Linked DNA regions of Mus musculus: all the other regions are linked to region 3. Evidence: chromatin contacts called from public HiCAR-type, HiChIP or PLAC-seq and promoter capture Hi-C data. All regions are on one chromosome and are shown on one strand. Each heading gives the region's core, a stretch centred on a gene start, on an enhancer-like site or on the middle of the called end of the contact. The rest is flanking DNA. Distances are from core to core; before and after follow the strand shown.

Region 1 (5,263 bases), core at 406-2,905, 2.1 Mb after region 3:
AGTCTAAGCGCTCCTGTCTTTGGGCACTCACACTAGCGTTACACAGGCTTGGTTCTTAGCTCATCTGCTGGTTTAGGTCCAGGTCTTGACACCTAGGGAGCAGATAACTCCCTTGACTTAGAACCAATTTCTACCTGTGGAACTCAGCCCCCTAGAATGTTAAGCATAAACTCTACCCCTGAGCTGCCTTGCCAGGGCCTCAGCATACATGTGCCCCTCCCCCTAGCCTCTCTGAGCTTTGTTCTCAATCTGCAACACGGGAAATGCTGGCATCCCTCAGCTATTGCAGGATCTATATTGCACTAGTACCCTATGGTCCATGTGCAGAGATTTATTAAAAGATAGTTGCCAGGCTCAGTCAGCACAAGCCTGAGCGTATGAGGTTAACCCTCAGCAGCACAAAGCAGAAGGAAGCACAAACTCCCCTTGTGAACACACACTCACAGACAGACACTAAATGAGATAAAAAGAATAGAACTTTGAAAAAAGCTTCACTTATTAAAGTACGTGGGGGGCAAGATGGATGATCCAAGGCCTGAGGACTAGAGGTCAAGGCCGTCCTTAGGTTACGTATCCAGCTCAAAGGCCAGACTATAACTCGAGACCTGTCTTAAGGAAGATCGAAATCTAATACACAAAATTGTCCATTACATATAAATTGTCAGGTTACCTTAATATCATTTTCATATTTATGTCTCAAAAATATTATTAACATGAAAATTTAATTCCTAGTTTTATTAATCTGATTACAATAAATATTAGAAAGTGATTTTTTTAAAAACTCCAGGGTAGCCTAAAAAAAATCCAACTTACATCACTGATTTTGTTTTTATTATTTTATATTATTTGAAAATGTCATCCATCTATACAGTTTATCTTGACCATATTTTCCCCTCATTCCCCAACTATAACTCCCTCAAGCCCCATCATACCTATCTGTCTATCTCTCTGTCTCTCTAGCTTTCTGTGTCTCTGGCTCTGTGAGTGTAAGAAAAAGGATACATTAATAAATTTGAAGAATAAATTTAGTATGTAAAAATTAATTATTTATAATGGAATTCAAACTATTATAACTAAACTATATGATATGTGGACCAGTTTAAAGTGAAAATAAATGTAGTATTCATACTAGTATAAATAATAAGAAATAAGTGTCATTTTCAAAAAAAAAAGAAAGATCGAAATCCAGAATAAACTACAGGAAAGCAAGACCAAAAACTCAAATCAGTCTTTAAAACATATATACCACTTTTTTCCCCGGGTTCTGGATGAAGCCAAGCCAATGTGAGTAGCAAGATGCTACAACCCAGCGCACCCACAGCACTGGGCGCCTAGGAACCCACCGCTTGGTTGCCAAGGCGACGCCGGGTCCGCGCGGCTGCCCCGCCCCGTCACGCCGTCACGCGCTCGCGCGGCGCCCCGCCTCCAGCTGCGCTGCCGCGCGGACGACTGGCTGGCCGCGCGGGTCTCACTATTCTCACTCCATCCGCGCAGCCAATGACTGGCGCCGCTAGGGCTTCGTTGACTTGAGTCACACGCTGCCGGGCCTTAGCACGGACCAATCACTGCACGGCGAAGGCAGGGCGGGAGTGGGGCGGACCAATTACGACAGGCGAGCCGGGGCCCGGCCTCCGGGCCCTGCCCCTGAGCCGGCAGAGGTAGTGAGGAGGCCGCTGCACCTGCCAGGACTTGCGCTTAGACCGCTGTCTGTCGCGGGGACGCCAGGTAAGGCGCTCTCTAGCCTGATCCGGGTGGAGGGCGACTGAGACGGGGACCAGCAGGGTGGTGTCCGGCTGAGGCCGGTAAGGATGCGGTGGGAAGAACCTGGGTGGGCTGTGCGAGACTCCAGGCAAGGAGCCTAGGTTCTCAAGTGATGCAACTGGAATGACAACACTTCCTGCCCTTTAAAGAGTTTGCAATCACCTGGAGTCTGGTTCATTGACTTGAGTCTTAAAAACTTTTTACAAAAACACCATCACCAAGTGGGGGAGTAGGGTGTGTTCTGTGTTTGTGGATCTAGGAAGCTGTCCCAGAGGTATTGTAGGATGTGGCTCCATGTGAGAGAGGGGTGCATGGACGAGAGGTCTGGGCTTCACATTAGGAGAATTACCCGCGCTTGAACCATGAAGGTTTAAACTTATGTTTAAATGGATCCTGACCCTGTGCCTAAGGCTTCTCTAAGCTGCAGTGCCGAAAGAGGGGCTGGGATCGTCAGCCAGGAGTTAAGTTATCCTACGAATACATTTTTTTTTTCATCCTTTTTATTTTTTGAAATCCGAGGATCTAGTCTACCTGATTCAGATCGAATTTCCAGGCAAGCAGGCTGCTCAAAACTGAAAAGGCAGGATATTCATTTCAGCAAAGCCTGCTTTCCCCTCTCCTGTCTGATCACTTTATCTGACACTTTGTTTAAAACTACATGCCCTGTTTTCCTCTCCTCATTACGGAGCGTGAACTTGAGGTAACTGAACGCTGTCTCAGCATTGTGTGGAAGTTGGGAGACTTAGTCGAGGATGCCGAGTTAGAGACTAGAACAGCTCTTTTGGAGGTGATGAAGTTTCTCAAGTTAGGCATTAAAGCGTGTTTGCGATGGGCACCTGAGGCACTGTAGGATGCATTCAAGTTTGATCCAGGCCAGCAGCCTTTTGGGTAATCAGAATCTAAATCAGGATAAGAGTTACAGATGATGGGTATCAACCAGCATTCCATGAGACTAGGAAAAATGTCAAATGGAGAAATGTCAAATCTTGATGGTTGCTGAGTGTGTGGGCGAACACTGGTAATCTCAGCAGGGTATCAGGAGTTCAAGGTCGTCCTTAGTTTCATAGTTTTAAGCCCAACTTAAGACACAGATCTTGAGACACAGAGAGACAGGCAGAGAGAGAGAGAGAGAGAGAGAGAGAGAGAGAGAGAGAGAGAGAGAGAGAGAGAGAGAGAGAGGAGAGAGAGGAGAGAGAGAGAGAGACAGACAGACCTGGGGCACTTTGTGAAATTTTTTTTAAGAGTAAGTTGAGCATACGGATAGAAATAGAAAACGATGGGGAGTGAGAACATACCGCCAGTGTGAGCAGCCTTTTCAGGGGGCCTGGGTAAGCTGTACTCCTCCACTCCCCATCCGTGCAACTTTGTACTGTTATTCATTTATCCTAAGCCTCAGCTCATCATTTGAAAACCAAGGATCATAGAAGTTCCTCTATTTCACAGCGAGGCAAGGGTTTAGCTTAAAATGACAGCATATACTGGGTATGCAGAAGGTGCTCAATAATTGTTAGCTTATTTTAGATGCTGTGTGCCAGGTCTTATGTTCAGTGCTTAACATGATATTTATTGAGGTTTCCTGACAAATTATTATTATAGTATTATTATTAATATTATTGTCTTTTTTTTTTTTGAGACAGGGTTTCTCTGTATAGCCTTGGCTGTCCTGGAACTCACTCTGCCCCTGACTCCCAAGTGCTAGGTTTAAAGGCATTGCAGCACCACTGCCTGGTGGCAATTTTTTTTTTTTTAGTTTTATTTATAAGTTATATGATTACATTGTAGCTGTCTTCAGATACATCAGAAAAGGGCATCAGATCCCATTACAAATGGTTGTGAGCCACCATGTAGTTGCTAGGAATTGAACTCAGGACCTCTGGAAGAGCAGTCAGTGCTCTTAACTGCTGAGCCATCTCACCAGCCCCCTCTTGACAAATTATTATTGAGGAATTTTTTTTTTTTGATAAAACTATGGCTCAGAATTTTATCATTCCATAAGATCTGGGACGTGTAGCAAGGACGTCAGTGTTCATTTGGTCATTGTCAAATTTGGTATTGACCTCAGGAAAAATGGAGATTGGTACAATAGTCTTGTGTTTTGTAATTTTGTAGTAGAGGGTTGACAAAATCTTCGGGTGGGTGGGGATCTCAGTGGTAAGAAACCTGTGTGGGTGGAGGAGGGTGGGACTTTCAATCTGGACTTTCATTGTAAGAAGGGTAAGGTGGCTTAGAAGAGATGACAGGAGATAAGGAATTCTTGTCTGCCTCCTCCTCTCCCTTCCTTTCCCTCCCCTCCCTTCCTTTATTCTCCTCCCCCCCTCTTTTTCTAGACACTATCTCACTCAAGCCAAGTTGAAACTCACCAAGATTTGAATGTGATTTTATTTTATAAAAAATTTTAATTAAAAATTGCCTATTTTATGTATACCAAGTGTTTTGCCTACATCTCTGTTCGTGGAAGCTTGGTACCCTTGGTGTGAGAAGAAGGCATCAGATCCCTTGGAACTGGAGTTCTGTATGGTGTGTGCAACCATGTGGGTGCTGGGAACTGAATCTAGGCCCTCTGCAGCAAGAGCAACAAGTGCTCCTCACTGCTGACCCAGTCTCCAGTCCCATGCAGGTATTTTTAGAATGAAGAAAGTGGGCTTCCTGCGAACATGAAGGACACGAAATGAAAAAGGATAAAGGAGAGCCATGTCCTTGGTAAGATACACACTTAGGAAGTAGAGAGGCAGAGGCAGGTGGATCTCTGGGAGTTCAAGGTTAGCCTGTTCCACTGACTTGAGTTCCAGGACAGCCGAGGCTACACAGAGAAGCCCTGTCTAGAAAAGCAAAACAACACAGCACAGCACAAAGCAAAGCCAAAAGAACAGAGAAGACTTATTGAGAAGAATGAGGACAGATTGTGAGGCCAGCAGGTGTGGGAGGATAACGGATGGGTAGGAGTGAGTTGGGGGTCTGAGAGAAGGTGATTTACCTTCCTAGCATCTGTCACATAGATCAGTTGTAGAAGTGGTAGCGCATTCTAAAAGTGCCTGTTGTTGACTCTTCTAAGGCTATACAAACACTATTCTTTTTTGAGATTATATATCCTGTATCCTGGGCTGGCGTTGAACTTGATAAGGTATAACCAAGAATCACCTGGTACCTCTGATCCCCCTGCCTCTACTTCCCGAGCGCTGGGATTACACATATACTATACCTAGTGGAGCTTTCTGTATGCTAGCCACACACTTTACCAACAGAGCACTAAAATGTGGTTCTTGTCTTGTTTTGTGTTTTTAGGGAATGGGGCCCATCAATTCATAAGTGACAAACAGCAGAGATATTTTCACAAAAGTGAGATTCACAGTGAAATTCGTCATGTTTGATTGGTGACTGATTAGGCTAACACTTATTAAATAGGTACCATACATACTCTCCTTTAAGACATTAAAATCATTAAAATTGAGCTGGGTGTGGTACCTTTAATCCAAGAACTCAGAAGATAGAGGCAGGTGGATCT
Region 2 (5,562 bases), core at 2,005-4,504, 2.0 Mb after region 3:
TGTATATAGTAAGCCCCCAACCTGTTCGGATCTAAGCAAAAACTCGCGCTTAAAATCAGTGCACCTGTGCATGGTTGCACACACCTTCGATCCCAGCCAGCTCTTGGAGACGGAGGCAGGGGGCAGATCTGAGTTCAACACCAGGATGGTTTCTACATACGGAGTTCCAGACCTTCCAGAGTTGTGTCAAGCTTAGTGAAACTCTGTCTCAAAAAGAAAAGAGGAAAAAAATAGTGCAGCTATTTAAGTATACACTTTAGGCTAACTGTGGCATAGAAACTAAGACTTTTCAAAAGATTTCCATTTTCTTCAGCACCTATAGGAAGCAGATGACCCTTGTGCCTCAGCCTCTTGAATGGTGGGCTTGTGTCACCATAAACCTGCATATCTTTGTAAGACAGAGTTTCACATAGTCTAGTTTAGTCTTGAATGCAAAATATAGCTGAGGATGACCTTGAAGTCCTGACCACCCTACCTCTTCCTCCAAAGTGCTGGGCTTGTAGTTGGGTGTCACCATGCCCTGCTTTATGAGGTACCGGGACCAAACCCAAGGCTTCCTATCTGTTAGGAAAACACTCCACTGACTGAACTATCTCCCTAGTCCACAGCTTATCTGTTTTTAAATGAGTGATTTTTCTTTCTTTCTTGTACTTTCTTTTTGGTGGAGGGGGTTTCCAATACACGACGTTTGATGTTCTACAGAGGCATGGAGTCTTTTCCTCACAGTGGCTTTCTCAGCCCTGTGATCCTTGCTGTGACACCAAGTTTCTGCCTGCCACATCCTGACACTAACTCTACTGAAACATCCAATTTCAATTCAGTTAAGTCATTCCTGACACTGATACTGCCAAGGGCTGGCTCACCTGTGTGTGCCATCTTCTTTGCAAGCAATCCATTCTGGCGATGTCACATTAATTTTAGCTTCTAGTGTCTTAGGGACTGTTTTATTTTACAAGCATTGAACAAATAAATGCAGTTTTATACAGTTTCATCCCTTGACGGGGGGTGGGGGCATCTTGAAAAATCAGGGGTCTGGAAATATGGCTCAACCATTAAGAATGTTTGCTATTCTTATAGCAAGCTGGGGTTTTGATTCTTAGCATCCGTATTGGGTGGCTTACAAATACTTGTAATTACATCTCCAGGTAACCCAATCTACTTTTCTGGCCTCCTTGGGCACCTGCATGATTGTGTGAACATCACAAAAATAAGCACTCTTCTGGGTTTACTTCTACAAATGGAGTGGTGATAAAAAAAAATAGACATTTAGAATATTAGCAGAAAATTGTGATGGACAAAGATGAACCAGAGGAAGATCTAATGGGGGCTATGACTCAAAGTATGTGCCTCGCACACTGACACACCCTTTAGAAATTATTATTATTATTATTATTATTATTATTATTGCTTTTCAATGCTGCGATTGAATCCAGAGCTATGTATTTGCCAGGCACTATCACTGAGCCATAGCCCCCTCTTTAATTTATTTCAACTTGTTATGAGACAGAGTCCAACTAGGTTGCTAAGGCATAGTTTTCGAACTCATTCTGTACCAGGCTTACCTTTTGCTAGTGAGCTTGTATGTGCTTCACATCCACTTTCTCATCCGACTTTTGCTTTATAAAGCAGGAACTTTTCTTATGGCTCAGACAGATCCATCACGAATCCTAAGGAAGTATTATTAGTGATGGATCTGTCTGAGCCATAAGGAAGTCATCATGCAGGCCCTCCGCATGGCAAATCAGTAATGGCCTAACGATGCAGAGATATTAATCACGGCAAGGCATATTTTCTTTATTAAAACAAGTCACCACTGAGCACCCTTTCTTGGCCTCCTGAGTGCGGGGATTATAAGCACACACCAACACTTTTGCAATTATTTTATTTAAGTACTTATTGGCAGTGCTAGGGATGGAGCCTTGTGCTCCCTCAGGCAAGCACTCCGTTCGTGTGATGCTGGAGTGGCCCAGGGATCATGTCTTGGTCTTTTCTGTAGCTACATTACAGAGCTTATTTCAACTAGTCTTGTGACTGTACATACGATCTACATGGGTCAACTTCCAAATTTAAGTTCACTCCGGACGCTACTTCTCCTGAAGCCTAATCCATCGGAATTCTTACTGAGCACTTTATCATCTAGAATCTGACCACTTCTTTCAATCCCTCTGACTCCAGTTCAGCCATCTTTCTTTTGTATTTTGGCTAGACTAAACTTGCCTGCTCCCTTCCCTCCGCGAGTGTATCACTTATACAACTAACGGTAACCATTTGGCCAGTAATGGTCTAGTACTGCCTCAGTTACAGTAAGTAGAGAGTCTCAGACCTTGCCTTCCTTCAAGCCTGGAATCCTGGCTCTACCCCGAGGGTGCCTAGACAGTAAGTTTGGAGTGGAACTGAAGAATTCCCATCTCTAAGTTCCCAGGTGTTTCTTCCGCTAGCAGGCATTGGTGGAGAATTCGGAACCCTCCTGCCTTTTCTCAATGTGACAGGCATCTTGCTGACAGGGATCTTCACTGATTTTGCCTTAGCCCTGGACATTCACCCACCCCTTGAGTGGTTCAAGGTTCATGTTAATTCATCTTTGTTTAACTGATACCCCAAGAGGCCTTCCGGACCGTTCCTCATCAAACAGCACGCCCTATCTCACCGCCGTTTCTTCTTCTTCCCAGTGGACATCCTGGGCTCATTGTTTCTCTTATCACGTCCAGATGGGCAGCTAGCTAAGCTAAACGACCCACGTTTGCTCAGTCACGTCCCCAAGCTCAGCCTAGCAGGTGCTCAACTCAGTTGTCCAAGGACCAGATTAGGAACACCCAGGAAAGACGCCCGCTAGCTTCGGGCTTGGGACACTGGTCAGGCCGATCTATCTCGTCTTGCCTCGGTTTCCCCCTTCGGAAAGGCAGTGAATGGTCTGCCCTCCCCCGCATCCCCACGGGGGTGGGGGAGGCACTCGGACGCCAAGACAAGGATGTGAACACACCGGTGAATCAGAGCAAGCGGTGCACCGGAGAGCACCCCTTCCGCGCGAGCCCTCCCCGCCTCCGAGCTCCCAGCCTCGGCCCCGGGTCTACTCCCTCCCCCGCGGGCGCGCGCTCGCCCGTCCGCCCGCCGCCTCCTCCTCCAGACGCCGCGGAGGAAGGGGCGGCGCCGAGGGAGGGGTCCCTCCGCCGCGGGAGGCCGCAGCGCCCGCCCGTCACGGCGCCGGCGCCGGCCGGGAGAACCCGGAAGTGGCCGAGCAGCACGCTCGCCCGCTCGCCTGTCCCGCCGCCGCCGCCGCCGCCGTCGCCGCCCGGCACTCGGGGGAGCGCGGGAGCCGCGCCAGGCACACGAGCGCGCGGGGCCGACGGGCCATGGCCGCGGGGGCCGCCGCCGCAGGTGGTGGCGCGCGGTGAGGAGCGCTGCGCCCCCTCGGGGCGGATGGAACGGGGCTGGGCGGGCGGACAGTGCCGGCGTCCGCGGCTGGTATGGTGCTGGCGGCGGCGGTCGCTGCCTGCGTTCTGAAGCCCGCGAGGAGCCACAATGGAGACGCCGCCACTGCCTCCCGCGTGAGTGAGCGGGCGCCCGGGCGCGCGGCGGAGGGCTGTACGGTTGCGGAGGGCGCGCGGCGCTGCGGAGGACACGCCGCGATCGCGGGGGGTGGCGGGCGAGGGGAGGCGCGGGGCGTGACGGGGCGCGGCGCCCGCAGTCCGGGGGGCGACCGCGGGACCGGACTCTGCCAGGCCGGCCGGCCGTGGGTAGGGGCTTCTTAGTCCCGGGGCGAATTGAACGTTCGGGATGGAGCTGTGCGTGGGGCTTGGCGGGGTGTGCGCGCGCGGGGAGTGGTGGTGGTGGTGGTGGTGGGCTACGATCGCCCTGTCGGTACCCCACCTCCCCCCTCCCCGGAATGCATGGGCTGCTGCTGCCCATCTCGCCTACCCCTTGCTAGTAGGGAGCGAGAGGAAACTGGAAAGTACCAGACGCCTGGAGTCTAAAATGAATGCAATCTGAGGTTGCTTGCTTCTTGGAATTTCTAATAAAATTAATATCCAAGGAGCTTTTACATCACTCCAAATGAGCTGCGGCCGTTTTAGGGCATGTGATCTCCTACCTGGCACTGCAGAAAATCTTTTATCCAGAAATCAGAGCATCTCTCGTTCCCTTGGTACCCGGGGCACGTTGGTAGTGTTACCGACCTGTTAGGCACAGGTGTCTTTTTTCCTTGGTGCCCAAGTGCATTCAAGATCACCTGCAACAAAATTACTTTCTAGAAATAAGAGCTTTAAAGAAAAAAATCATGTGGAAGATGTTATTCTGTACAAGGATTTTTGTTTTTTGAAAAAGTGGCCTGTAAATCTTCGGGAGTTTGAACGTTTCGTCCTCCCCACCCCCACTCCCACCCCACGCCACCTTCATCAGTTTAACCTTTATGAAGGAGTACAGAGTCCTTTGGATCTGACTTTCAAACCGCAGACAAACCTCTCTCCAAAAAGGGTGAACCTTTTCATTCGATCTGATTCATGGAACCTTATCGGTTTTCAATGAGATTCGGCTAGCCAGTTTCCTTCTATCACCGTTGTCGTCACCAGCCTCTTGTGCCTATTTGGCAGGATTCCAGCTAAAATAAGGATATTTGGTTTGGGCTGAACATTTCTTTTTCTTGTTCTTTTTGTATTTTGTATTTTGAGTCCTTTTATGAGATCACATGGGATGATAGATCCACAGTTTCTGTATGTGCAGTGTTTTGAGCTTGAGTGGAACAGGTCGTGGGGATCTGAAGAGTGGGTGAGTCTTGGCTTGCCCCTTCTGGGCTCATAGAAATGATAGAAAAAGCAAGGGATCAGATGCTTTGCAGATGGTGGCAGCTTTGAGGCTCTGATCTGCTCACGCTCCCCAGAAGGTTGGGAAAGCTTCCTGAGCCCCCTGGGAAACATGTTAGCAGCCCCCCCACCCCCCACCTTGGAAGCAGAGTGAACTGGAGAGAACCAGGGGACCTTAGGATGAAGGTTCAGAAGAAAAAAAGATGGGTGTGGAAAACAGACCCTAGAGCAAGCCAAGGCATAGAAAATGGTTTAAGTCGGAAAACTGAATAAGATGAGCAGCTCTGTTCTTTTGCTATTGTTGCTTCGATTGTAGTTCTGGAACTAGATTGGAGGCTTGAGGTAGTGGAGGAATCCCGGGGTGCTGAGGAGGAAACAGTTGTAGCCTTGCAGTCGCTGGAAAGCTGCTAAGACCTCTGCATTGTTTGTGTGCACTTAATTAAAGCTACAAAGACATTTAATTTGCATTGGGTAGGTCCAAGACTCAAGCCCTCTTCTAGAGCCTGTGCTCTTGCTGCTTAGGTGTCTATGGATTAGACACACAGGTCTTGGCTTCCTACCCTCTGGCTTCTTTGTGTCTGTTTCCTTTAACTCCCTTTTACCTTGGGTCATGCTGTCTGCTGTAAGCAATTGCAGGTGAGGTCTTTGGGGTGGGGGTGGGGAGTTGTTTGCTGGGGCTTCCTGGCTAGAGCTAGGTTAGGAGCACTCACTGGGAGCACTCACCTCTTTTTAAGCACTGAGTGTTAGCCTGAGCTTCAAGGCAAAG
Region 3 (5,254 bases), core at 712-3,211:
CAGCGATTATCAAACACTTGAAATGAATGGTTCTATTAACAAAACATTATCTACCTAGCACACAGGTAGTATCCTCTGCCACACGGGTCACAAGTCAATTCCCAATACTACTGACTGTATCCCATGCTTCCTTTCCAACTCTGGCTCCTGATCGACCCCCTGTATCTGTTCCCCAATAGTGCAGGCTCTGCTTACAAGATGACTACCATCTTAGAACTGCCAAAAAACCAAGCTGTTCATAATTGGCTTAGCTCCCTCCACCAATCTCTTCACACCTTCTCCTTTTTGTAGAAACCATTCTCCCTTGCCTCTCTCAGTGGTTTCCTAAAAGTGTTCCATCTCCCGAAACCCCCTCACCCCATGCTTACTCAAACATTTGTAGTTTGATAGCCTTCTATGTTCTGGGCCTTCTTCCACAAATGAACAACACACAGAGGAAATGTCTGTGTAAAGCACAGAGCCCCAAATACCAAGAAACTGGTTTGCAAATTTCATAGAACCCAGCTCCCTATGAAGAGTCTACAGAATACCATTAACTGTCAAGAAGCAACTTGTAGAGAACAGTAGTGGATGGTTGTACAACCCTGCACTTGGGAGGGTGGAGACAGGAGGACCAAGGAGTTCAACGTCAGCCTCCCAGGCTACAGACCAGTCTGGGCTACACCAGATCCTCGCTGGAAAGGGGGGCAATGAAGTTTGAAACATAAGGTAATCCTGTTCCTGACCCTTAACTCCTGAGGTCTCAAAAAAGTAGTCTCGACGAAAAACGTAGCAATTCTGAACTGAAACAAGAGTCAGAATTTCTAACCCCAATGCACATGTTAAACTGAGTTCCTATGGTAATAACATAGCAGAGTAATTTTACAAATAATCTACCAACGTCGAGGCTTCTACACTGCAAACATGTGACTAACTTCACGTGTAACTTTGGGGACTATCACGTTTGGAAAGGAAGCGGGAACTCCTAGAAGTAGCTGGGACCATGGGAAGCACTCCGGCGAGCCCGGGGTCCCAGCTCCCAGAGAGCACGTGGCACGGAGCTCGGCTGCGCCGCCCCGCAGAGCACGCCCGCGCGCCCCGCTCCCCAGGCCCCGTGTCCCCGGCCCCCCTCCGGCCTCTCGTGCACTCGACCTGTCCGAATCCGAGTCCGAGGAGTCCGAGGCCTGCAGCACTGGCGGCGGCTCCGCGGCGTTCCGGCCGGTGACCCAGGCCCCGCCCGGCGGCGGTGGTCTTCCGCCCGCATCCCAGTTCAGGGCTGGCAGCGGCGGAGTCGGTCTTCCGCCGGGATCCGAGTTCGGGGCTGGCGGCGGTGGTGGTCTTCCGCCCGCATCCCAGTTCGGGGCTGGCGGCGGCGGTGGTCTTCCGCCGGGATCCGAGCTCGGGGCTGGCGGCGGCGGTGGTCTTCCGCCGGGATCCGAGTTCGGGGCTGGCAGCGGCGGTGGTCTTCCGCCGGGATCCGAGCTCGGGGCTGGCAGCGGCGGTGGTCTTCCGCCGGGATCCGAGTTCGGGGCTGGCAGCGGCGGTGGTCTTCCGCCGGGATCCGAGCTCGGGGCTGGCAGCGGCGGTGGTCTTCCGCCGGGATCCGAGTTCGGGGCTGGCAGCGGCGGTGGTCTTCCGCCGGGATCCGAGCTCGGGGCTGGCAGCGGCGGTGGTCTTCCGCCGGGATCCGAGCTCGGGGCTGGCGGCGGCGGCTGCACCCCCGGCGGCGGGGCCTCCCGGCGATCCTCAGGTGGCTGCGGTGCTGCCGACCCCTGGCCGGAGCCGCCGAACTTGAGCGTCTGCAGCTGCGCGGCGGCCTCCACCACCTCCATGGCGCCGCCCGGGCCGCAGAGCAGCGCGAGGGTCTCCTCAGAAGCCAAGCTAGCCAACTCGGCCACGCTGAAGCCCGCGCGTTTCTCAGGTAACCGCACGCGGACCGACCTGAGGACACGCCCCCGGCATCATTCACGGGACTTCCGGGAGGGCCGGTGACGTCATGAACGAGACGCCGGTTCCCAGGGGCTGAAGGATTCCAACTATGGAGGAAACTTGGCTTCCGCGCGGTCCTAAGTCCGCCAAGTTCACTGCTTCTGGTGAACTGTGCTGCTCACTAAAGCGAGGGCTTCCAGGCGTGGTGGGAATGAATGAGGATTATAGTACTAGTTTCTGTACTTGAGAATCTTGAGTCAGAACGTCTTCAAAAGACGCTTTTAGTAATTTATCTTGAAAGTTAAATGAAAATAAAACCACATTTACATTCTCACCGTGAGAGAAAAAACAATACTTTTCTTTCTCCAGTATATTGAAAAGACAAGAGTTGTAAAGGATTTTACTGATAATGTTATGGCAGGGCTATATCATAGTTGATGCTGCTTCATAGGAAGTGTGGGGTGACTCTAAAATGTAGCATTTTAATCTGGAGATCTTTTCGTCAGATTGTAAGGCACTCAAGCACCAAGTTCTTAAGACTTGGGGAGTTATCGCCAGGTGTTGGTGCATGCTTTTATTCCCAGCACTCAGGAGGCAGAGGTAGGTGGATCTCTGTGATTTTGATGCCAGCCTGGTCTACTGAGCTAGTTCCAGGACAGGCCAAGACTACAAAAGAAGATTTAGGAAAAGATCAAACTTTTCTGGTTTTCTGGGTCTTCAATTTGATGCATCAATGTCTCACCTAATAATATTGCAACAACTTAGTAGGCATACATATTCATGAAGGACTATGTAAAATTTTATATGTTATTTACTGACAATTGATTGTAGGAGCTCCATAGAAGACTCTCAGTTAAAGTAAAAGAAGAAGCAATCCAGGCATTCCTGCACATTACAATGCTTACAATCCAATGTGAGTTTTAAAAGCAAAGGTGAATCCTTGGCAGAGAATTGAAGTATAGAATAGACTGTTCAAAGGCACAACAATGGAAAGTTAAAATTGGTGGGCTGTGTCCTGGAAACCCTTCCAGATGAAATAGAAATCCAAGACGGTAGGTACTAAGGCAATATTTCCCAAGTAAATACTCATATCCTAAAACCCCAATTCTATCATTTTTCTTGAAATATGCAACCGGGTGTAACTAAATCTTACTTACCTGTAGAATACAGACAAAAATACTATCTCATTTAGTTTATAGAACATTAAATAAGATGGTATAGAGAAGCAAGACTTGTCTAGCATGCATTCATTGTACAGATACCCCTGCAAAGTGAACCAAAGCATGGATTTATGAATAATATGTATCATTGATAATGACTGATATGTAGAGATACACAGCTGAATTTTAGAAGAGACAACATGTTATTTAGAATATTTCTGTGGGCAGCAAAATGTTATATTTTTTTCAGAAATTAGATGATTGCAGTCTAAACTAGGGGTTAAGTCAATGAGGTAGAATAAATGACAATTCAAAATCTTAAGACCTTAACAAGGTACTAGAAAATTTGTGACCTAGGAAAGAACAAAGAAGTTGATGTTATCTATTGTACTTGCTGGTTTTGTGTCAACTTGACACAAGCTGGAGTTATCTCAGAGAAAGGAGGAAATGCCTTCATGGGATCCAGTTTTAAGGCATTTTCTCAATTAGTGATACAGGGGGGAGGACACCTCGTAGGTGGTGCCATGCCTGGGCTGGTAGTAATCTTAGGTTCTATAAGAAAGCAAGCTGAGCAAGCCAGGGGAAGCAAGCCAGTAACTAACATCCCTCCATGGCCTCTGCATCAGCTCCTGCTTCCTGACCTGCTTGAGTTCCAGTCCTGACTTCCTTTAGTGATGAACAGCAGTATGGAAGTGTAAGCTGAGTACATTCTTTCCTCCCCAACTTGCTTCCTGGTCATGATGTTTGTGCAGGAATAGAAACCCTGATTAAGACACCTGTAAAACTGGAGAAGTTGAAAAAATGCTAATGACTGTTTAAAATTGACTCAGAAAAAAACATCGTAGTCAATTGAAAATGCTAAAGGAAATTTAAAGATACAAGACAAGCAATCAATAAAGAGTTAGGATCAGAAGCAGAGCTCAAGGAGAATTCCAGAACTCATCTGCTCATTCCAAAATTGTTTACTTAGCATTGTTTTGAGCTATGCACTGCTGTATAGCTTGCTTGTATAAGAAGACTAATGAATCACAATCCTCCTCAGAAGGAATTCATAGTTCAGTAAAAAAGATAAGTTGGAAAACAAGAGATATTTGTGAAGTAGAAGAAGGTAAGAAACTGCAGTGTGCAGTCTGGGAAGTAACGTAACTATAATACTCTCAGTAGCCATAAACCTGGCTCAAGCATATTTCAAAGGTCCTCGCTACAGACCATTTAGCAGTGTGAGGCTGCTGGCCTCAGAGATTTCCAGAAAACAAGACTTCTCCCACACAGATGCAACTTTTTTGAACCTTAAAACAAAGCTAATCCTTCTAAGGAAAGCTCAGACTTTTCTCAGTGAAGCTGATATTTTGTAACTGCCCCACAACAATAAGAGGGAAAAGGATTATCAAGCTACCATATCTGACTATATCTGTCCCATGGGCTGGGTCACCCATGTCTTTCCTTGCCACTTTGGAGAGTGAAGGTAGGACCTAATAGGTTATTGATGAACTCTACCACTGAGCCACACCCTAGCCTTACACTGTCTGGTTTATATCTTGTCAGACCAGAAGAAAACAGGTGCATTCCAGCCATGTCTAAGATCATCTTTAACAGAAATGGAAACAAAGTGGCCCCCAAGATAGATAGGGAGCCCCAGGACCACCCCATACCACCCCATACCCGCCCAGCACTATAGCAGGCTTTTACATTAGGGTGATGAGCTAGGCCTTTAAAGAGATCCATGAATATGTTAATCTGAGAAAACAGGAAAAGTGCACAAGGAAGAACTGAATAACAAGCAAACAAAAATAACCAACCTTAATGCCCAGCTTAGGTTTCAAGCTCCATTTGATCTTGAACTGGATGCAATTTACTCTCTTATTTTTGTCTTCTGCTCTCTCCCCCTCTCTTGTGACCCATGGATTCTGGTTGAGAAGTCCTTCAGCCTAGCAGACTTATTCTCCATATCTGACCTTTTCCCTTTGCTGGTATAAGAGCAGGGACTATTTGCTCATTGTTCCCAGGTAACTGTAACACTCCAGAAGAGACCCTCCGCACTCAACCTTGGTACTTAAGCAGTAGTCACTGCCTAAATTAATGCTTATTTTTCTCTGACCAATATCTTCAAGTTATACCTATGAAATTAGGTACTAGCTACTATATTTATTATCCCTTATTGTTTCTTTTTCTCCTGAAAAATGAAG
Region 4 (5,125 bases), core at 2,269-4,768, 2.3 Mb before region 3:
GATCAACTAAGCTGGGCACATAGGGGATCACAGAGACTGAACCACCACCCAGCAAACATGATGGGATAGACATAGTCCCCCTACACATTTATAAGAGATATACAGCTTGGTGCTCATGTGTGACCGCTAACAGCAGGAGCAGGGGCTGTGTCTGACTCTGTTGCCTGCCTTTAGATGTCCAATCCTACTACAACTTGATATGCCAAGATGGGTTGATATCCATGGGCGGTGTCCCCTTCTCTGAAGAGTAAGAAAGAGGTGCATAGAAGAAGGAAAGGTGAGAGGGAGGGACTAGAAGGAGAGAAGGGAGTGGAAGCTCTGATGGGGAAGTAAAGTAATTAATGAAAATTAAACATAAATTAAATAATAGATAGATAGATAGATAGATAGATAGATAGATAGATAGATAGATAGATAGATAGATGAACAAAGCAATATCCCTGGGCCTTTATGGATTAAGAAGCAGGGGCAGAGCCGGGCGTGGTGGCGCACGCCTTTAGTCCCAGCACTTGGGAGGTAGAGGCAGGCGAATTTCTGAGTTCGAGGCCAGCCTGGTCTATAGAGTGAGTTCCAGGACAGCCAGGGCTACACAGAGAAACCCTGTCTCGGGAAAAAAAAAAAAAAAAAAGAAGCAGGGGCAGAGAACCTGGAATGTCTGAGGCATTTCTCTCTGTAGATTTCATTGTTTCAATGGATAACTGCTTCTTTAATTAGAGAAATTAAAAAACACTAAGCTATAGAGAAGGTTCTGATGCTAAGGTCCTATTGCCTAATTGGTTCTTGACCCATCAATAAAGATGCTAGCAGCCATTGAGCTAAGTAACCGAGCAACTAAAGTTGAGGACAGATTTAGGGTGGTGGGACAAGAGTACTGGGGAGGGCACGCTTGCCTCAGAAGATAAATGATGCCCAGCAACTGACAAGGCAAGTTGAAATTGAGCAGTGTGTGTGCCTGGGTTTTTCATCCGAAGAGCCAATATTCTCTGGGTGGGGGCTGGTAGCACACAGGTTCCCAGAGTTAAGGTGGGGTAGCAAACTCAACACTAAGCAATTCTGTGATGAAGAAGTGGATATTGTCTTAGTAAAGTCCCAGAACTTCTCTGAGTTCCAATTTTCTCATATACAGAATGAGACATTAAATGATCTAGGGCCCTCTCAAAGCTCTAATATATTTTAACTTTTTTTTTCTATTCTATTTCACAAATCACAGGCTGTGTAGACACAAAGACCACTAGCAAGTGTCGGGAACTGCTTTAATTTTCTTTTTAAAAGCAAATAAAGTTATGGATCTGAGGGAGGGGCAGGGAGAATTAATAATTGACCTTGCTCCTGTACACAATATTAGCTGCTGGGGTCTGTAACCTGACACACTCAGCTACAGGCAGTGAGGGCCTATATCTCAAACCTCTGAGCTGGCTTAACTATTTCAACCAGGATTGCACATATCTGCATAGGAGAGTTCCTTAGCTGGAAATTCGATATCAACTGGCTCAAGGTAACCTCCCCAAATTGTACACCCACCAATCTGATCTGTCTTCGTTCACATGGCATGAATCAATACATGTCGAAAAATTACAAAACCACCCTCCTACTTCAATCAGGACCTTCTTCATAATGGGACTACTGGAGCTGACTGCCTTAAACTTCAGTCTGTGATCTAGCTATTGCCTTCCCCATTTCCCCCTGCACTGTATACAATAAACTGTTGCTCCTATTTTGGTCTGAAAGTAGAGACCATGCTCCACACACAAATCCTTTTACTACTGCTTAAATGATTCTTGTGGTCTAAGTGACTCAAATTGGTCATTTTAAAACTCTATGATGGTATAACCCCTTAATTTAAGAATTTTAGAATTTTAATTTTAGTCAAGTGGACAGCAAGATATATACCCTGTGGACATATAGACTTGTCTGTATCTAGGGTCAAGGCTACCTGAAACAATGTAACAGACAGAGCCTCAGAAACATTTTTCTGCAGGAGGTACAGGTGTTCTAGAATTAATGTGTCTGCCCAGAGAGAAATAACTTGATGAACGTAAGGTATTAATGAAGAAAAATTCTTGAAGAATAGCATGCATACAGCACTGGCTGGTGCTCAAAGAGGAGCCAGCCTAGGACACATTTTCCATCCTACATATGCTGCGTCAGGCCCCAGGTTACACGCTGAACAATTCACATAGAGACAGGAGAGTCCAATTTTAAGTTGCTAAGTGGTTACTTAGGCAGAAGAGAGGCTTACACAACAAAGTATTCCCAGGACTATTTCTTAAGTACACCAGTATCCTGGAACAGTAGACCATTCTTCAGTGTCAGGGTCCCTAGGTGAATATGCCAGACTGAGAAAGATTATAAAAGTATAAAGGAGAAAAGATAAAAGCTGGGGTGGGAAATCATAGAGAGCACACTAAGAAGTTAGAAGAGGACTGAGCTGGGTGTTAAGCTGAGGAGCAGCTAGCTCAGGTCAGCTCTCCAGCTCAGGTCAGCGCTGTGTGTAGCAGATAATGTAGTAATGATGTGACGGCTCCTTATAACTAATAAACGCAGAGGCCCACAGCAGGCAGGCCGAGATCTTGATGCTGCTACAGTGAAGACCATACTGCTGTCTGGCTTGCTAACAAAAGGACAACTGGCTGCATCTATATAAGAGGATCCATAGAAAGCAGCCACTGCCTAAGAAGAAAACAGGACTTTTATGGCACACCAGGCCTTAATGTTGGTTACATGACCCTACCTGCTCCTTTGAGCAGCTTCTTGGTCTCCTGCCACTTCTTAAGGGCATCGGTCTAGCGGCTGTTTAAGATCAGGGTTGTCTCCTTCCTTATGGTTGGAGCCAAATGTCTAGACAATCCTGGTGAACAAACATGCGTATCTAGCACTTCATCTCTTACAGACCTCATTAATACACTATATCTTTGGGTGTTTCAGAGGCAGCCCACCTTTAGCTAAACTCTACTCTGTGTGACTTATTCTCTCCGAAGCATTGGTAAATCCTTTGCATTATCATCTCAGCAAAATAGTGGAGTGCTACCAACACATAAGATTCCATGCACAATACCCACAAAATTAACTCCAAATGTGAAATCCGAAGAACAGAAATTCTAGAGATGCTAGCTAAACTAAAACGGCAACCTGCCGTCCTCTGATGCACAAGAAGCACGGTGATGTTGGCTACAAAGATGTTTCTACGCACACACCATGTCCCCAAAGCTCTACACAGACGCTGCCCACAGGGTGAAGTTCTTCAGAGGTCACCACTTTGGTACAGGGAACTACAGAGACCGCATGGGACTTCATACAACTCCACATCTGGCCCACTAGCTTCCATCCAGTCCAAGGGTAGCCTACCAAAAGGGATGCCGAGGCTCAGCAGCCCACTTCTCCCAAGACTGCGGTCCCTTGCTCACCATAGCGTGGCTTCCAAGCTCGCGTGCACCCCTCACAGATCCTGTTACACGCAAAGAACCGCTTGCATTTTCCCAGCTTCGGAACGGAGCCTGGAGCCTGGCGCCCGGAAGAGCCCGCCTCCCCGATGACGCTCCGACTGCAGGTTCTCATTGGCTGATGAGGCCTGAGTGACAAGAGTCCCTCCTTTGGCGTTGGAGTTTAAGGAACAGCACAGAACAGTATTTCCTGTTGCAGATATTTGCATTTCAGGAGTCCTTGCTCTTGACCTGAGGTAGCTTCACTTCTATCTTTCCTTGCGTGGTAGGCACTTTCCCCTTTTCCTCCTTGACACAAGGTAGCTAGTTTAAATAGCACATTACAAAATGTGGAGTGGAGTGTTTCTCCTGTCCCACAAGTGGAAGGGTGCCCACGATATTAATAATTAAGGAGATTTTAGAAAACAAATGTTTGTTCTGTGGGTTCACGGTGAGGTCAGGTGAGCTACAGCTACGTTCTACCTGGCTGGCAAAGGTACACTGGACAATCCTGAGAGAAAACCTGGAACCACATCACAAACACAATGAAATGTGTTTCTCCCACAAGAAGGCTGGATGGTGGATCCATCCCTATAGGAGTTTTCTTCCTGAAATTCAGGTCTATCTCTTGACAAATTAACACTAATGATAAGTGTAGTCTCCACGGTAACTTGAATAATTAGAAAGAAATGGTTCGAGGAAGAATGTTGTTTATGAACACTATTCCTAACATTTTTCTGAGTTAAGGTGAGAAAACGCAGCTGTATTAGTCAAGGTTCTCTAGATGAACAGAAATGATAAAAATGAGCGTCTCTTTCCCTCTCTGTATGTAGAAAGGGGATTTATTAAAACGGCTCGCAGGCTGTGGTCCAGCTAGACCAACAAGTGCTGTCTAGCAACTAAAATTGGAAGAATCCAGTAGTTCAGTCCATGAGGCTGCGTGTCTAAGCTGGGCTTCACTGTATACCACATTTTCAAAGAAGGAGGCTCTAAAGGAATGAACTTGCTAACCAAAGATAGGGCAGAGAGAGAGAGAGAGAGAAAGAGAGAGAGAGAGAGCTTCTTTCTTCTCTATTTATGTGGACTGTCACCAGAAGGTGTGGCCCAGATTAAAGGTGGATCTTATCGCCTCAAAAGACCCAGAAGCGTCTTCCCACTTCATAAGTTTTAATTAAGAAAAATCTCTCACAGGTATATGCAACTTTTTGGGTCTTAGTTAATTTGTAGTCAGTTTGTCTACCAAGAATAGCCATCATAACAGACAAGACAGAAAAACTTGGAAATATTTCTTACCAGCAGAAAGCAGGGAAATCATTTAACAAAAATAAAAGACAGGAAGCATGGGGGTTTTCTTTAGAGAGCCTGGACACATTCGCGTAGAGTTCTGCCTGATTTGGTGGTGTTCTTAGCTCAGCGTTGGACAGGAACATATACAATTTATTTTAAAAGACAGAAGGAAATGTCTCTGGCACGTTCATCTTGTACCTCAAGGTCATAATTGAAACTCATATGTTAATTGAACCCAGGGAGAATAAGACCACTACCACGATTTTGAGACAACTTGAACCACCTAAGAGCTGGCCATCAACTGGATCCTAAGTGCTGTAAGGAAACCAGACCTGAATCCACTTCTAGTGCCTCTTTTAAGTAGTAAAATCACAAGCTTCTGCCAAACAGGTTTACAGAAAACAGACAATGAGACAATA
Region 5 (5,013 bases), core at 1,527-4,026, 2.2 Mb before region 3:
CAGAGCTACACAGAGAAACCTGTCTCAAATCATATTCATTCATATAGATGTATGTGTATATATATATATATACACACACACACATACACGCACATAGATATATGTACATATACAAATACATACACATACACATATATGTGTATGTGTATGTATATGTATATGTAGGGGGGGATGGAGTCTGTGAGCACACATAATCTATCAGATGATTAGTTCTTCCTTCTGCAGGGAAAGAGGTTGTTCAACACTAACACCATTAAGGATTGCGACATTGTTAAAGCAAAAACCATTGCACAATAAACCCTAGCTCTTTAGGCACCACCTTCATAGCAAAACAAATGCTAAGAAAGCCATTCCTTCAATTGTGCAAGACCAGAGAACTAACCTGAACATGCTCTAGAAGTAAAGCAAGGAAAGTCACTTGTGGTTTTTGCTAGGGATCTGCTTTGTGACATAAGAAACTTAAGGTTAGCTTGGCTGGGTCAAGAAAAGTGAACCCAACCAAGCTCATAGTATTTTGCTCTAATAGCTTTGAAGATATTGTTGATCTTCCTTAACGTTTAAAAGGGCAAAGTTTTTTTTTTACCTTGTGATGTCAGAAAGTCAAATGATGTGCTCCAGATTAGTTACTAATTTCCAGCCTGAATATTTTACTTTCCGTTTCTTTTTAACAGCCTGAGTAATTTCTTATATTATGTACATATAATATCTAGAATTTTTAATAATCCTGAAGTTGTTTTAAAACAGGATCTGATTTTCACAGGGCAACTGCCAAAATTACTCCAAAGAGTGTGTATCAATTAATTATAATTATTTTGATAGTATCATCAAACTTTAATAATAAAAAATTGAGTTAATATTTAAATTTGACTAAAAATGTGGCAAAAATAGTAAAAGATGATATTTAAATGCAGTATACCAACTCCCTTTTAAAAACCCTATCCATATTAAAAAAAAAATACACGCTTAACTATTAGGACAAATTGAATTCCAAGTTATAGGATTTACAGAGCACTTCCTAAGTCAGACACTGTGAACTTGGGGATACAAAGATGCAACTTTTAGAGACAGCTTAGTCAGCAGAATCCTCCTATGAACAAACTCTTCAAATATTGGCCAAGCACATGGATATGGTGGAGAAACACTACTCATCCCTGAAGGGCTTAAGACCTTCGCCATGGAGTAGTCGACACTCCCTGAATTGGCTCTGAATGACTTGTTATATGGAAAGAGACTACTATAACCTTGTAACATTTTTCCCTTAGAAGCCACACCAGTGTCTATGTGCTCTGCTCAGAGCAAAGCATACATATCAAATGCAATTCTAGAGATTCTGTAATTCTCAGGTATAAATCTGTCAGTTTTCCCGACGTTTCCTTGGGCTCACATGAACCCCTAACAGGCATTCTCTAATTTTAACAATTATTCTAAAAAAATGCTTAAAAGGCACACCTCAGCAATCCACTCTCCAATGTGTGTGTGTGTGTGTTTTTTTTTTCCCTTCCCCTCGCTGCAGTGTTATCACATGACCCACTGACAGCTCAGGACAGGATTAGTCAGGCTGGAGGGCGCCTAGCTAAAACCCTTCAGCTGAAACGCTTTTAACCAATGAGCCACCCACAGAGCCAAGCTGCCAATTAACCTGTGCAAATGGAACCTTATTTTCAGGAAAACAACAGATACTTAAAAAAGAGGAAAAAAAAAAGTCTTCTTTCAAAGCTCTCTGCCTGGCTTTAAGGGAGCCGTGAAGAGGTTTGATTCTATACAACCGAAAGCTTCAGCCAACAAGAGCCATTTGGGAATGACTGGCTTGTCTAAACATGGCTTATTGAGGTCTTTTATGATCACTACACTTAAGCCTATGAACATAACAGTGGAAAGCAACCTTCCATTTAACTGCGTTTGGTTAGCTGGTCAGTAAACGAATAAACAACAGAAGACCAAGCAAAGGATTAAGAAACTCGATTTTTGGTTCCTCTTTTCCCAATAATTAGATGTCTGAAGCCAGGCATGGCTTCTCCTTTCCAGAACCTTAGGCGTCTCGCCTGTAAAACGAGAGGGTGGGACTGCACGACTAGGGTATTTTTCAGCTCTAAGGTTCTCCGGTATCTAGGTGTCCTCCAGTGAAGCGGTTCCCTACAGAATAAGCCACATCTCCCTCTAGCCGCGGGGCCTGCCCACATCAGCGATGACATTACACCTTCTGCACGGTCCACCTGCCCAGAGGTCCACGGGGCAAAGGGGGACGGAGTAGGCGTTCCCTCGACCCGAAGACATTTAAATGAGGCCAGGAGCAGATGAAGACAGTGACAAGAAGTGGCCCTCAGAGACAGACCAGTGTCTGACAATACCCAGAGAACTCGGAGCGGGTAGGGCAATCATCAGGAGCCCACTTAGCCCATGGGAAGGTTCCAGTCGGTGCTCTCACGCTCGGCCCACCGAAGTCACGGAAAAGCTCACGCAAAGCTGGAGAGGTGCTTGTGAACTGAGCGATGGGGGAAATGAATCCCATTCCCTCCCCGCTGGCTGAACAGGTGAGAGCACAAGCCAAGGGCTTGGTGGACACGCTCACTTTCCCGTACTCACTGAGACGAGGCTGGGATAGGTAGTTCCGGCTCACCGCCAGCGCCTGCTCCCGAGCTCCGGCCATCGGCCCACCGGTGGGCACGGGCAGTTCGGGTGCGGCCCCGTTCACGATTCCCCGCATCGCTCGCAACGCCATCTTGTCTCCTCCGTCCCGACTGGCCCCGCAGCAGCGCGGCGCAGGCGCACATATAGCAGGGAGGCCCGTGCGGCCGGCCCCACCCATGCGCGCTTCGAAGCTGCGGCAGAGGCCCCGCCCTCTCGGCGGCGCCCCGCCCCCAGACTCGTGACTGGAGCTCTGCGGGGGCGGTGCAGGGTGCGCGCGCATGCTAGGCGCATAGGGAGCTGACCAGAGTGCTGGGAGCGCGGATCTGAGGCTGGGAGCGGGAAAAGAGAAGCGAAAGGGGCCAGAGGGCAAAATTGACACAAGAGAGAGGATTCACGAGAAAAAGAAAGATTCATTGGAATGTAGGGAAGGAAGAGATAGGAAAACGTGCATAAGAAAATACAGACAACTGAGGTTCATAATCAAGCTGTGGAAAACACCTTGGAAAGCAGAAGATAGAAAACCTAGTCCCATGATTGGTAACTTTGTGTCGAAATTTATTTCAGTTTATCCTACTACCAAGTTCTTTTTTTTTCGTGGATCTTTTCGAACAGACTTGGCTTTCTTGCATATCCGAAGAGTATATGGTGTGGAAGACCACCTTAGGAACAGATTGGAAAACCAGTTAAGAGGTTAGAACGCACAAAGGGTTCTAGTTTCTTTTCTTTGGCTGTGATAAAATTAGCTAGCGGTTGGCTTGGTGTGATGGCGCAAGCCTTTAAACGCAGCACTCAGGAGGCAGAGGCAGGAAGGTCTGAGTTCCAGGGCAGCCAGAGCTACATAGTGAAACTATGTTTCAAAACAAAAAAAACAAAAAGAAAAACCAGCCTGTGAGAAACGAACAACACAGTAAATTGATTGTTGTTCTCTTTACAATATAAGAACAGAAGAGGAAAACAAGAACTTTGCTATGACGGAGCAACATACTGAAAAACTTCTTTGTGTTAGTTCCCCATAGATTTGTTGATAAATACACAAGAGGATGTCTAGACTGGCCTTCGGTAAGGTTTATAACTTATCAGTTTGGGAAGCATGGATCTTTGCCTCATTCACAAAATTACTATGTTGTTGTTTTGTTTTTAAAGATTTATTTATTTGTATGTATGTGAGCACACTGTTACTGTCTTTAGACACACCAGAAGAGGACTTCGGATCCCATCATGATGGTTGTGAGCCACATGTGGGTTCTGGGATTTGAACTCAGGAAGATCAGCCAGTGCTCTTAACCGCTGAGCCACCTCTCCAGCCCAATTACTATGTTGTTATAAAATTCCCTTTGGGCTATATATGTGAGGTATGTATGGAATATAAATGAGTTTTATCTATAGACTTACAGCCTATATACAAGACATATTATGTAAATATTTCACAATTAAAAAAAAAAGAAATTTGAGAGGCTGGAGAAATGGCTCAGTGGTTAAGAGCACTGACTGCTCTTCCAGAGGTCCTGAGTTCAGTTCCCAGCAACCACATGGTGGCTCACTGATGATAAGTTATAAACCTTACTGAAAGCCAGTCTAATGGGGTCAGATGCACTCTTCTGGTGTGTCTGAAGACAGCTACAGTGTACTCATATACATAAAATAAATAAATCTTTTAAAAATCTTTTTAAAAAAAGGCAAAATAAGAAATTTGAGATCTAAAGCATTCCTGCTCCCAAGCATTTCAACTAAAAGTCAGTCAGCTGATGTTACAAATGAAGTAAATGTAGCCAGGTTACCTAAGTCTACTTTGAGTGCATCTCAGGTCCCTATGTAACAATCCTTCAATCCTCGATAAAATTGCTGGAAGTATTAAAAGAGGTAATTGAATGTAAACAGAGAGTTCTATATAGTTCTTTTTTAAAAAGTGAATCCTCTAAAGATTTATTTATTTATTTTAATTATATGAGCATACGGTCACTGTCTTCAGACATATCAGAAGAGGGCATCAGATCCCATTACAGATGGATGTGAGCCACCATCCACCATGTGGTTGCTGGGAACCTTTGAAAGAGCAGTCAGTGCCTTTTTTTTTTTTTTTTTTTTTTTAGATTTATTTATTATTAAACACAAGTACACTGTAGCTGACTTCAGGTGCACCAGAAGAGGGCGTCAGATCTCATTACGGGTTGTTGTGAGCCACCATGTGGTTGCTGGGATTTGAACTCAAGACCTTCGGAAGAGCAGTCAGTGCTCTTACCCACTGAGCCATCTCTCCAGCCCAGTCATGTAGTTCTTTTAAACTTTTTATGGTTTGGAATTTTTTTGCATGTGTATAATACATTTTGATCAAATCTACTCCCCAATTCTCTTTCCTCCAATTCTTACTCCATCTCCTGCCATTCT

What was found. Promoter capture Hi-C pulls out the DNA fragments that hold promoters and counts their contacts. HiCAR-type assays count read pairs that join an accessible place to other places. HiChIP or PLAC-seq counts read pairs in DNA pulled down with a chosen protein or histone mark.
Region 1: an H3K27ac HiChIP or PLAC-seq map of bone marrow-derived dendritic cells shows a contact between it and region 3, with 13 times the contacts expected there. The contact joins the promoter of Msmo1 here to the promoter of Naf1 in region 3. A contact is called at or near these places in 5 of 39 promoter capture datasets (the C10 cell line, embryonic stem cells, hippocampal neurons and 2 more), 2 of 484 Hi-C or Micro-C datasets (CD4 T cells and CD8 T cells), 3 of 115 datasets of contacts at active chromatin or transcription factors (astrocytes, bone marrow-derived dendritic cells and large pre-B cells) and 1 of 9 other capture datasets (liver).
Region 2: a promoter capture Hi-C map of liver shows a contact between it and region 3, with 2.4 times the contacts expected there. The contact joins the promoter of Klhl2 here to the promoter of Naf1 in region 3. A contact is called at or near these places in 3 of 39 promoter capture datasets (hippocampal neurons, liver and pre-B cells), 1 of 484 Hi-C or Micro-C datasets (LSK cells) and 3 of 115 datasets of contacts at active chromatin or transcription factors (astrocytes, large pre-B cells and pro-B cells).
Region 4: a HiCAR-type map of astrocytes shows a contact between it and region 3, with 2.9 times the contacts expected there. The contact joins the promoter of Zfp930 here to the promoter of Naf1 in region 3. A contact is called at or near these places in 1 of 484 Hi-C or Micro-C datasets (CD4 T cells) and 1 of 115 datasets of contacts at active chromatin or transcription factors (astrocytes).
Region 5: a HiCAR-type map of astrocytes shows a contact between it and region 3, with 4 times the contacts expected there. The contact joins the promoter of Atp6v1b2 here to the promoter of Naf1 in region 3. A contact is called at or near these places in 2 of 39 promoter capture datasets (hippocampal neurons and pre-B cells), 1 of 484 Hi-C or Micro-C datasets (CD4 T cells) and 1 of 115 datasets of contacts at active chromatin or transcription factors (astrocytes).

The regions. Positions count from the first base shown.
Region 1 is chr8:64,729,970-64,735,232 of GRCm38.p6, reverse strand. It overlaps Msmo1 (methylsterol monoxygenase 1), which reads left to right and starts at 1,655. Exons shown (of 6, transcript NM_025436.3): 1 at 1,655-1,725.
Region 2 is chr8:64,847,616-64,853,177 of GRCm38.p6, reverse strand. It overlaps Klhl2 (kelch-like 2, Mayven), which reads left to right and starts at 3,254. Exons shown (of 15, transcript NM_178633.3): 1 at 3,254-3,545. The coding sequence starts at 3,520.
Region 3 is chr8:66,856,924-66,862,177 of GRCm38.p6, reverse strand. Naf1 (nuclear assembly factor 1 ribonucleoprotein) reads right to left here and starts at 1,961. Exons shown (of 8, transcript NM_001163564.1): 1 at 1,132-1,961. The coding sequence starts at 1,811.
Region 4 is chr8:69,207,439-69,212,563 of GRCm38.p6, reverse strand. Zfp930 (zinc finger protein 930) reads right to left here and starts at 3,518. Exons shown (of 4, transcript NM_001013379.2): 1 at 3,405-3,518. The coding sequence starts at 3,407. It overlaps Gm39188 (a long non-coding RNA gene), which reads left to right and starts at 3,567. Exons shown (of 2, transcript XR_870488.3): 1 at 3,567-3,705.
Region 5 is chr8:69,086,499-69,091,511 of GRCm38.p6, reverse strand. Atp6v1b2 (ATPase, H+ transporting, lysosomal V1 subunit B2) reads right to left here and starts at 2,776. Exons shown (of 14, transcript NM_007509.3): 1 at 2,584-2,776. The coding sequence starts at 2,719. It overlaps Slc18a1 (solute carrier family 18 (vesicular monoamine), member 1), which reads left to right and starts at 2,290. Exons shown (of 17, transcript NM_153054.2): 1 at 2,290-2,531.